Regions from separate parts of the Rattus norvegicus genome. Here regions 1 and 3 are each linked to region 2. A link is a contact called in public Hi-C data. All regions are on one chromosome and are shown on one strand. Each heading gives the region's core, a stretch centred on a gene start, on an enhancer-like site or on the middle of the called end of the contact. The rest is flanking DNA. Distances are from core to core; before and after follow the strand shown. Region 1 has its middle 170 kb from the start of Nrg1. Region 2 has its middle 330 kb from the start of Fut10. Region 3 has its middle 260 kb from the start of Nrg1.

What was found. Hi-C and Micro-C count contacts between places; a contact is called where the count stands out from the background.
Region 1: a Hi-C map of the A7r5 cell line shows a contact between it and region 2, with 5 times the contacts expected there. The contact joins two enhancer-like sites. A contact is called at or near these places in 3 of 12 Hi-C or Micro-C datasets (the A7r5 cell line, Schwann cells and hepatocytes).
Region 3: a Hi-C map of the A7r5 cell line shows a contact between it and region 2, with 7 times the contacts expected there. The contact joins two enhancer-like sites. A contact is called at or near these places in 2 of 12 Hi-C or Micro-C datasets (the A7r5 cell line and the Rat2 cell line).

What each region holds. Positions count from the first base shown.
Region 1 is chr16:66,638,225-66,641,281 of GRCr8, reverse strand. It overlaps a transcript of Nrg1 not described here. Among named protein-coding and RNA genes, the nearest start is that of Nrg1, 170 kb to the left of the region's middle. Within about 2 kb of position 1,696, at least 9 of the 93 cell types and tissues checked have an H3K27ac peak or open chromatin away from gene starts, as enhancers often do. A contact at or near this core is called in the A7r5 cell line, where this site is marked.
Region 2 is chr16:67,328,007-67,330,973 of GRCr8, reverse strand. No RefSeq gene overlaps it. Among named protein-coding and RNA genes, the nearest start is that of Fut10, 330 kb to the left of the region's middle. Within about 2 kb of position 1,668, at least 6 of the 93 cell types and tissues checked have an H3K27ac peak or open chromatin away from gene starts, as enhancers often do. A contact at or near this core is called in the A7r5 cell line, where this site is marked.
Region 3 is chr16:66,553,958-66,557,279 of GRCr8, reverse strand. It overlaps a transcript of Nrg1 not described here. Among named protein-coding and RNA genes, the nearest start is that of Nrg1, 260 kb to the left of the region's middle. Within about 2 kb of position 1,254, at least 3 of the 93 cell types and tissues checked have an H3K27ac peak or open chromatin away from gene starts, as enhancers often do. A contact at or near this core is called in the A7r5 cell line, where this site is marked.

The DNA of each region.
Region 1 (3,057 bases), core at 447-2,946, 690 kb after region 2:
AACACTAAGACATGGGTTGAACCTTATGCTGGTCTCTTTCTTCAGTCCCTTTTCTCTGCTTCTGATCTGCCATGAGGTGAGTCACTCTGTTTTCACCATGCCTTTTCTGTACAAACTGAATCCTTTGAAACCATGAGCTAAGTTAAGCCTTTCATAACTTGTTTCTTTCAGTTATTCTGTCATGGAGCCACAAGGGAAATATAGTCATTCAGGGTTTCTGACATGACCAAGGTCCAAAACAACCAAATAACAACCAGATTCATAAATGTGGTCTCCATATATCAATCTTTTTAAACTAACCTTATCTACATAGTAAAGTGATAGGAGTCTCATTATGAGCAATATTCGGTATTCTTTTCATACTCTTTTATAATATGTACCAGTATTGGTGAGGGTTTTAGCTTGGAGGATTCAGCACATTTTTCTTGGCCTTTCAGCTCTCGATCACAACATTTAGGAAGGAGAACATGAGAAAGCATGGAGGTTAGATGGGCTCCGGAGGCCCCTTCCCCATCGAAGGAGCTATTCACAGTTTATGGTTGCTATAGTAAGTAAATTCACTTTCTTTTTGAGGTGTGGCCACTGACAGGTTGCCTGTGTCTTTGTGAATAACCCCACAGCTGTGCACATGTGGACAGTACCGGATCCAAAAATGTCTTGAAATTGGAAAGGAAGATTAAACTGGGTTTTGAATGGAGGGATTAGGTGATGGGTTTGCTTAAGATATTTTGTATGCCTCTATGAAACTAAAACAAAACACAAGTAACTACATATTTATAACCCAGGGAGGAAAACTTGCTCCCATGTTAACAATGCCCAGGACCACTCAGAGCTCAGGAGCTCTGCCAACTGTACAACAGAGAGGCACACAGAATTAATTTTTTGTTTATACATCTTAATAAAAATTGTTTTCTGAAAGGATTTGATAAGCTCATCCACATAAGTTTATAAATGGAGTCTAAGATTTAGGGAAAGATTTGCATGAACAAATCCCATCTCCCAGCCAAGTCTTAAACCTAAAACATAAAGCTGAAAATGGGGTTGTTTGGTAGCAAGTGGGTAAGTTCCTCTGACTAATGGCAGATATTACAGTATAGCATTCTGAAACTCTTAGCTAACTGTCTTTGTTTCTGTTACTTGAATTCAAATCCTCCTCACGCCTTCAATTACTGATAATTATTTCTTTACCCTCCACTTTCTTATCTCTGGAGTGGAAATAATAACACTGAATTTTCAGGCCGTCACGAGATAAATACATTCAATGTGTCCATCAACAAGTGTGCTGCTTACACGGAGGCCCGCTCTGACCCTGATTGTTGATATCTGGAGACTGTGCACTCAGCTTTCGGGATAGATTTGGGGGAATAACTTATCTATCTTTCCCCCTCTCTTTACTCAAAACATCACCATTCTTCGTCTTGCTTGTTTCTGCTAGAGAACAGAAAACAAGTCTATCAAAGTATCAAAACATTAATAATCAAATGTAACAATTACTTTGTTGGTCTTGATATACTTTCTGAATTCCAATCCGATAGCTTGCTACTCCACTTCCTTCCCATTTTACATGCCTTCGTTTTATGAAATGGGACCTTGTTAGTCACCGATTGCTAAGGAGAAAGAACTGGCAAAGTCCCTAGATCTTACATGCCTAAGGGCTATGGAATGCCACAGCTTCTGTTTTTCTTAGCTAGAAGCGATGCAAATATTTAACCATGAATCATCTGAGCCAGGACTTCCTCATGGTCACAGTGGCAGGCCTTGCAGAATCTTTCTTTTGTCAATGTCTGGATAATCTGGGGCCTCGGAGATATTTACTCAACTTCTGATCAGGCTCTGCTCCTCCTTTTCCGTGCAAGCGCCCTCTGGAAAGTATCAGCTCTTGGATTATTTTTTCTAGGATTCCACTGAGCCTTTCCATATTAGCGATAAAGTGGAAAGCTTTCATGATTTCAATCCAACACATTCTTCTGCTGTCTTTCGTTACTTAGTCAACAAGCACTGCTGAACACCTTCTGTATGCCAGCCACTAAGGACTCTAGAAAAGGTTGAAAAGGACGAGTTCCAAATAAAAGAAAACAAAGTCTGATACATGAGACAGATGAGTTTAAAGGAAGAGCTGTACTGAAGTGGAGGTTGGAAAGCATGAGATTATGTGGGGTACAGGTTATTCACTGTACATGAGGGAGACCAGGAAAGAAGATCTCAGAGAGATTTGCAAAGGAAATTGTGCTTCAGTGTCCATGAACAGAAGTGCCCGGGGGGGGGGGGGGGACGTGTGGAGACTTTATTTCAAGCTGAGGCTTGACACAACAGTAAGAATGATTGTGCCAGGCGGTGCACCTCTAATCACGGCAATCGGCAGACAGAGGCAGGTGGATCTCGGACTTTGAGCCAGAGTGGTCTAAAGAGTGAGTTCCAGGACAGCCAGGGCTACACAAAGAAATCCGGTCTGGAGGAGGGGAGAAAGAAAGAAAGAAAGAAAGAGAGAGAGAGAGAGAGAGAGAGAGAGAGAGAGAGAGAGAGAGAGAGAAAGAAGGAAGGGAGGGAGGAAGGGAGGAAGGGAGAGAGGGAGGGAGGGAGGGAGGGAGAGAGAGAGAAGAGAGAGGAGAGAGAGACAGAGAGACAGAGAAAGAAAAAAGAGAAGTAAGGAAGAGCCCTCAGCCAAAAGTAGGTGTGTAAGAACAGACCATATCCCACATATGTAGTAGTAGGCAAGAACTGGATAGTAGGCACTAAATCCCAAAGCACAGCTGTCTAGAGACAGTGGTGTTTGTGACAATGTCTTATTGTATGTTTCCTTAAGAAAAGATTTCATTAATCCATGGGAAAATTAGCTCTAATCAGATAACAATGAATAGGTAATTGTTTAATTGTATTAAGTAGTAAGTTCTTCCTCCACTTTCTATTTATTCCCTTACTCATAGAAATTATAATTAAAATATTAATAATTCTTTGCAGTCGTGTTTTTTTTCCAAAATTCTACTTTAAGTGTTTTTAAAATCTCTCATATTTACTAAAGTTGTCTCATTATGACCAGCACAACGTCAAAAGTGTAAC
Region 2 (2,967 bases), core at 419-2,918:
TTTTACTTGGTCTTCTTTTGGGGGCTACTGTTGGAGGCAAAACACTTGGCATGCAATTTAGGAAGTAAGAATAAACTCATGCGCTATTGATTCTTATGACAAAAACTAACTCATCCTGGACCCCAGATCTGCTGATGGCTTTACAAAAGAAGCTTTTACCCACCTTTAATAATTTTCAACCAGTTCTATTTTCCTTCTAATAACATCCTTCTAATTTATCCTAACATCTTTCCACCTATCTCCTTCAGTTCTGTTTGTTCCTATGGTACTAATGGTTCAACATATGGTTTAACTTAAGGTTTTGTACTTTATGATCATGATAAAGTGATTAGTCATTCAGGGAAATTATACTTTGAATTTTGATCTTTTCCTGGGCTTGTAATATATTCTTTGATACCCTTGTCTTGGGCAACAGCAGTGAGCTACATACAGTCAGTCATCCTGTCCTGAGGGAAAGCTATCAATACTCTACAACGAACTGTTTTGTTTTCCTAAGAATGCACTGTAGATGTGTTAAATGCATCTTTGAACTTTATAGTCTTAATAGGAGAAGCTTCCATGTAAGTCAAACATCTGAATATCACAGAATGATAGTCTCCTTCCTTTATTTAGGAATCTCTCCACAGATGTGAAATAGACTTTCCATTAGTAATTACTTAATGATTTTTATAAATATGTGTCTGGTAAAGAAAAAATCACTTTCAAATGGCCAAGCAAGTCTTCGGAAAGAATAAGAAAAACAAAACAAAATAAAACCTCAAGATAAAACATATTACAATTTCACTATCTAAAATAAAGAAAAACTCAAGTCAGGTCATATAAGAGAATTAAACAAGCTTTTCTGCGTTAAAATTTTAGTTTCGAGGAGGAAGGATTGTGGGCCCCAATTGTGGGATAGTAACTCCACAGGAAGACCAACTGAGTCATCTAACCTGGACCTTTGGAGCTCTCAGAACTCAACCACCAACCAGAGAACATACATGGGCTGGACTTAGGCCTTCCTGTGCATGTATGAATGTATATATATATATATATGTATGTATATATGTATATTTATATGTATATATGTATATATATGTATATATGTATATTTATATGTATATATGTATATATATACACACATACATATATACACACCCAGAAATTATATATATATATATAGTGGGTCTTGAACAACTGGAGCAGGGGCTATCCCAAAAGCCACTGCCTGTCTGTGGGATATGCTCTACTAGCTGGGCTGCATGTCTGGTTTCAGTGGGAGAGGATGTGCCTAGCCCTGCAAAGACTTTGAAGTGCCAGGGTAAGGGGGGTACCCAGTGAGGCCCCATCCTCTCAGAGGAGATGTTGATGGGAAGGATTGTGGGTGGGGCTTACCAAGAGGCAGATAGTGAGCAGAATATAAAGTGAATATGTTAAAAAAATAGAATTAAATTAAAAAAATTACTTTCAAACATTACTTCACAGATTGTGGAATTCAGTCCTCTCTGTTAATTAATAAACGGAGAGCATTTGAAGTCATGCCACTCTCCTGAAATCAAAGGTCAAGTAGAACATTCATTCACCTCCAGGTTTCAAGTGTTGAGTCATGCTGGCTAAAATGACCAGGGTACAGGATGGAGGGAGCGGTGGCTTCCCACCTCCTACGGGTCATGTGAGTAGTGAGTCACTCCATTCTGGCCCCAGAGAGCTCTCTAGGTATCCGAGTCAGACTTCTTTAACCAATGGCAGTCAGAGAAACTCAAGCTGCCCACTTTTAATTCAGTAGGAGAGAAAAAATGTGTGGAATGTTATTTGCCTAACTGTGACCTCAATTCCAACAACATGCCTGGGCAGGTAAAGCAGGCTCTAGCATCTGGTAGCTTGAAGCATGAAGGGTGTACTTTGCATTCTAACATTTCAAACACAGAAGTACTTGCCATGAGAAAATCTCCCCTGTGCTGATAAGGATAGCATACCATGGAATTAGGGGTTTTTGTTTGTTTTTTTTTTTTGTTTTTTTTTTTGTTTTTTTTTTTTTTTAATTAATCCAGTCTAGCAGAGTGTGTGCTATCAAATAACATCTTTTCTAAGAAGTGACAAATCTTGTCTTTGAGAACAGGTTTGGGTCCTATAAACAGACCAAATGCAGGGAGGGAACAAAGAGTTACTTTAGAAATCTGAAGAATCAGAAAAGTGAAAACTCCATGACTAAAATCCTTTTTTAAAAATTATTATTATTATTGTTATTTATTATTATTATTATTAAAAAATCTAGTTTCTTTATTTTCCACACTTCTCCTGACTGAGCTGATGGCAGACTGAGGCTGAAAGCTGTTTTTGTGAATCTGATTTGGTACTGTGTGTGTCCTCTCACAGAAGGTTCACTCCTTGCTGACAACACAGCCAGGTAGACTCTAAGCTGTCAGCTTGGTTATGCTTTCGAGGGACCTGGTTCTCTCTACCTGGATAGACACATGTGAGGATGCCCAGATCTAAGAGCAGGGCTTTCGTGTCCCTTTCCTTAAAAAGATCACTTAAATTTATCCTGTTGACATTGAATCTGGAATCATATGCAATGTGCTTTTTTTAAAAAAACAAAACAAAACAAATCATCTAGTGCTCTAGAAATATATGGATTATTTTTATTAAAGCAAAATTTATTTTCATTTGTAGTAATTGACTTAAAGTAAACATGAGGAAAGACTGAATGGAAAGATACCATCTATGGAGAACTGACTTAGTCAGTCTTGGTCTTCTTCAATGCTAACATTACATTTGGACTTACACAGGGAAAAAGAAAAATTTTACAGATAAAAATCTGTGTCATCGCCACTGCTATTCTTTGACTTGGAAATGTGTAGCAGCTTCTAGAGAAAGCTAGATGGAAGCTCTAGGGTGTTCACTTTAACTCCTTCAGTGGCAGGTCACCACCATTACTGTGTTTAAATGTTAAGTGAAGCTCTTATCATAGATGGAGAATTTGTTAGT
Region 3 (3,322 bases), core at 5-2,504, 770 kb after region 2:
AGGGGAAACTGTAGTCGGGATGCAATATATGAGAAAAGAATAAAAAAACGAAAATGAAAAAAATAAATTGTGGAATAGTGATGAAAACAGGGAATTAACTGACTTATTAGACTGTCCAGGGAAAGCCGAGATATTCTCTCTTCTACTCGTACTTGCATAGTTAGATTGAAGTATGTAGCTGTGAGAGAGCCTACAGCAGGTCTTTGGGAAGTATCCTAAAAGAAGATGCTGTTACTGGAGGAGATGATTGGCTCAGTACATGCTGCTGCTTCTGAAGCCCTTCAGGGAGGACAAGCTTTGAGGGAAGAGGACAGTGGTGTTGATGATCCTAACCTGTGTAGGCCTTAACAGTGTGCATGTGTGTGTTTGTGTGTGCGTGTTTCATGAGTGTTTGTGTATGTGGGTATGTGTTTCTGTGTATATATGTGTGTGCATTTTCATGTGTGCATGTATGGTGTGTGTGTGTGTGTGTTTGTGTGTGTGCACACACTTGCCTTATTCTGTAACAGAAGAGTTTTAAAAATAAAGTAGACAAGTAAACAAGTAGGTGATATCATACACTTTAGGTGTGGGGTCAATTGTACCATCTAGATTTGTAGACAAATACTCTGATGTCCACACATTGCCTAAGGATGTATGTTTTGTTTGTTTTAGAACACATTCCCTTGATTAAACGAGGGATCATGGTACCTGGGATTCTGAAAAGACGGCTCCTAAAGTGTAGTTATTCGCTTTCACTTCTGAACTCTGAGCAATTTTTCCCTCCCTTTCACTTGCCACTCCCCACATTGTAAAACACTAACTCACTGACCCTAATGGCCACGTACACAGATGTAAGTATGTGCTATTCCATCCCAGGCTTTACTCCGAGGGAAAGACTAGTTGTGATGTGAGGAAATTGTCGTACAAGCATTGTTCATCGGCATGTAAAAATTTCAAGATACTATCTCTGTTGCGGTGGGGGAAGAAAAAAAAAAAGAAAGAACCAAGCTGGGTGGAGAAACAGGAGGTGGAAGTGAAGAATCATAGCTGTTAATATCTGACCATGCTGAGATGCTCAGTCACAGGGACTCTGCTTGTGAATGGCGCTGACAACTTGGACAGCTGTGCATTAGCAGCTGTGCTTCCTAATTCGCACCAACCCCTGGCCTCCAAACAGTTCTCAGGGTGAAATCCATGGCCACCCTGCTCAACCCGGAGGTGGTGCTCAGCCCGGCTCTGGTTGCCTGAGTCAGCTTGTTCCTAAGAAGCCAGGCAGGAAGCAAGAGGAAAGAGGCCAGGCTGATGAATTTGAGCTTAGTCACCCAGAGGAGAAGGCTGTGAATGATTCAGGGTGCTTTGCTGGTCTATCGTTTACTTAGGTGGGAAGCTCGATGATTGTTGCAGTCTCCTGCTTCACGGGAAGAAAGTCACAAAGAATGGAGTAAAGGAAGAGTTTGGTTTTATCCACCGAGGCTCAAAACTTGCTACTTCTCAATTGCTTTAGTAATTTACCTCTACCTGCTCCTGTATAGTCAGACACTGATGCAAGCAAAACAGGTTCTTATGTCTCCCTTAAAATATTCCATGAAATTTCTAAACACACTAAATGCCACTTACTGTGTTTTTTTCCCATTTAAGGGAAGTTCCTGCAATTTTAAAAGGATGGATGTACTCATGAGAAAAAAAGAATGCTTATAACACAATTAATGCTACAGATGCATTCTCCTTTTGACTTGTGAATGAATGAAGTGGTTCTGTACCATTTGGAACAAGCTACATATAAGACTCATGAGGGTCATCACCAGGTCTTGCTCCTGGACCCACTGTGCTATGTATGAAACCACCTGAGGTGGTAATTCACGGACTGTGTGTCATTTATTCAAACAACCCAGTTCATGAGAAATGCATAAAAATCATAGGAAAGAAATAATAACCCATGGCAGAAATGCCCTCAAGTAAGGACTACCTTGCACATTCCAGAGGGGTCAGCTGGGGTCTGATTTTGTCAAATAAGCAAACAAACGAAGGGCCGGGGGAAGTCTGAATGGCTGGGTGATAGCTGCAGGACAGGTTGTGTGTGTCTGCTACTAAGGAAGGAGGAGACAAATAGGAACCAGTCATCTGGTCCCTGAGTTGCTGTCCTACATTTAGGAACTCCGTTGTTGGTTATGAAGTAGAAGCAGCTGACCATTTTGACAGAGAAGTTTTATTCCCTAAAGTCTACAATTGAATGGGGGAAAAAAAAGAATCCAGTCTTTGGACTTGCTGTTTTATCTTAATTACATCAGCAAAACTTTAGAATGGGATGTCACGCCCCACCCTGACAAAACGAAGTTATACAGTGCCACAGTATGGCTCCTCAAGATAAAAGTTATCCAGGAATGTAAAACACTTTTTTTTAAAAAAAGCTTCTGAAAGAAGAAAAATACCCAAAGCCATTTTATAACAAATTGAATTTTTATAATTGAGGACTACAAATAGTTGGATATAAAATTCAATCGCTTCTAATTTTATCTATTAACTAAGTTCAAGTGCAAAAACAAACAAACAAACAAACAAACAAACAAACAAAAAAACAAAACCAGGGCCTCCCAATAGAGTCTCTAGCATTCCTTCTGAAATGTACAGATCAGGATGAAGTGCAAACTGAACAGAGTAGCTACCCAATCCCTGTTAACCCTCGCACTAGGAAGTTAGGGTATAGTAATATACTGTTTGATTAAAAAGGAAAAATGGGTTATCCGGTTTCAGAAGTACTGGTGCACCAGGCTGCCCAGACCCTAAGCTGCTAGTACGTGAAATCCCCCTGCCTCACATCACGGCATGTTCCAGAGTCTCCACATGGGGGAACAGCCTTTGCTGCCTGTGGTCTTCTGTCTTCGTCTGTCTAAAGAATGTTTACCAGGTATTGCCATACGAAACATGTGAGGTGCGGTCTGTGCAAAATACAGAGTTCAGGGCCCCGCATCCCCAACTCTCCACCAAGTTTTCTTTTCCAAGTTCTGCTTCCCCACCAGTAAACCCTCAGTGTTCCCTGGATGTGTGTGTGTGAGGGGTGGGGGTGGGGGGAAAAAGACTGAAACCATTTGCCCTAACTGCCACCTGGTGGCCCCGGTGAAACAGTTTTTGGAACTCCTGGGAAGGGTTGGGCCAAAGCAACAAGACGCCCCCTGCACTGTAAACACAGTGTTCATGTCTCTCTGTTTCTGGGTAGAAAAGGGCTGAGAAGGTGGAGTTTAAGGGAGGGGAGCACCAGGAGGTTAAAAACAGATTTAAACAGCAGGTTGCTTCTGGCTGGCGCTGGGCTGGCCACTTGCTAATGGGTAGCTCTCTGAGCTTA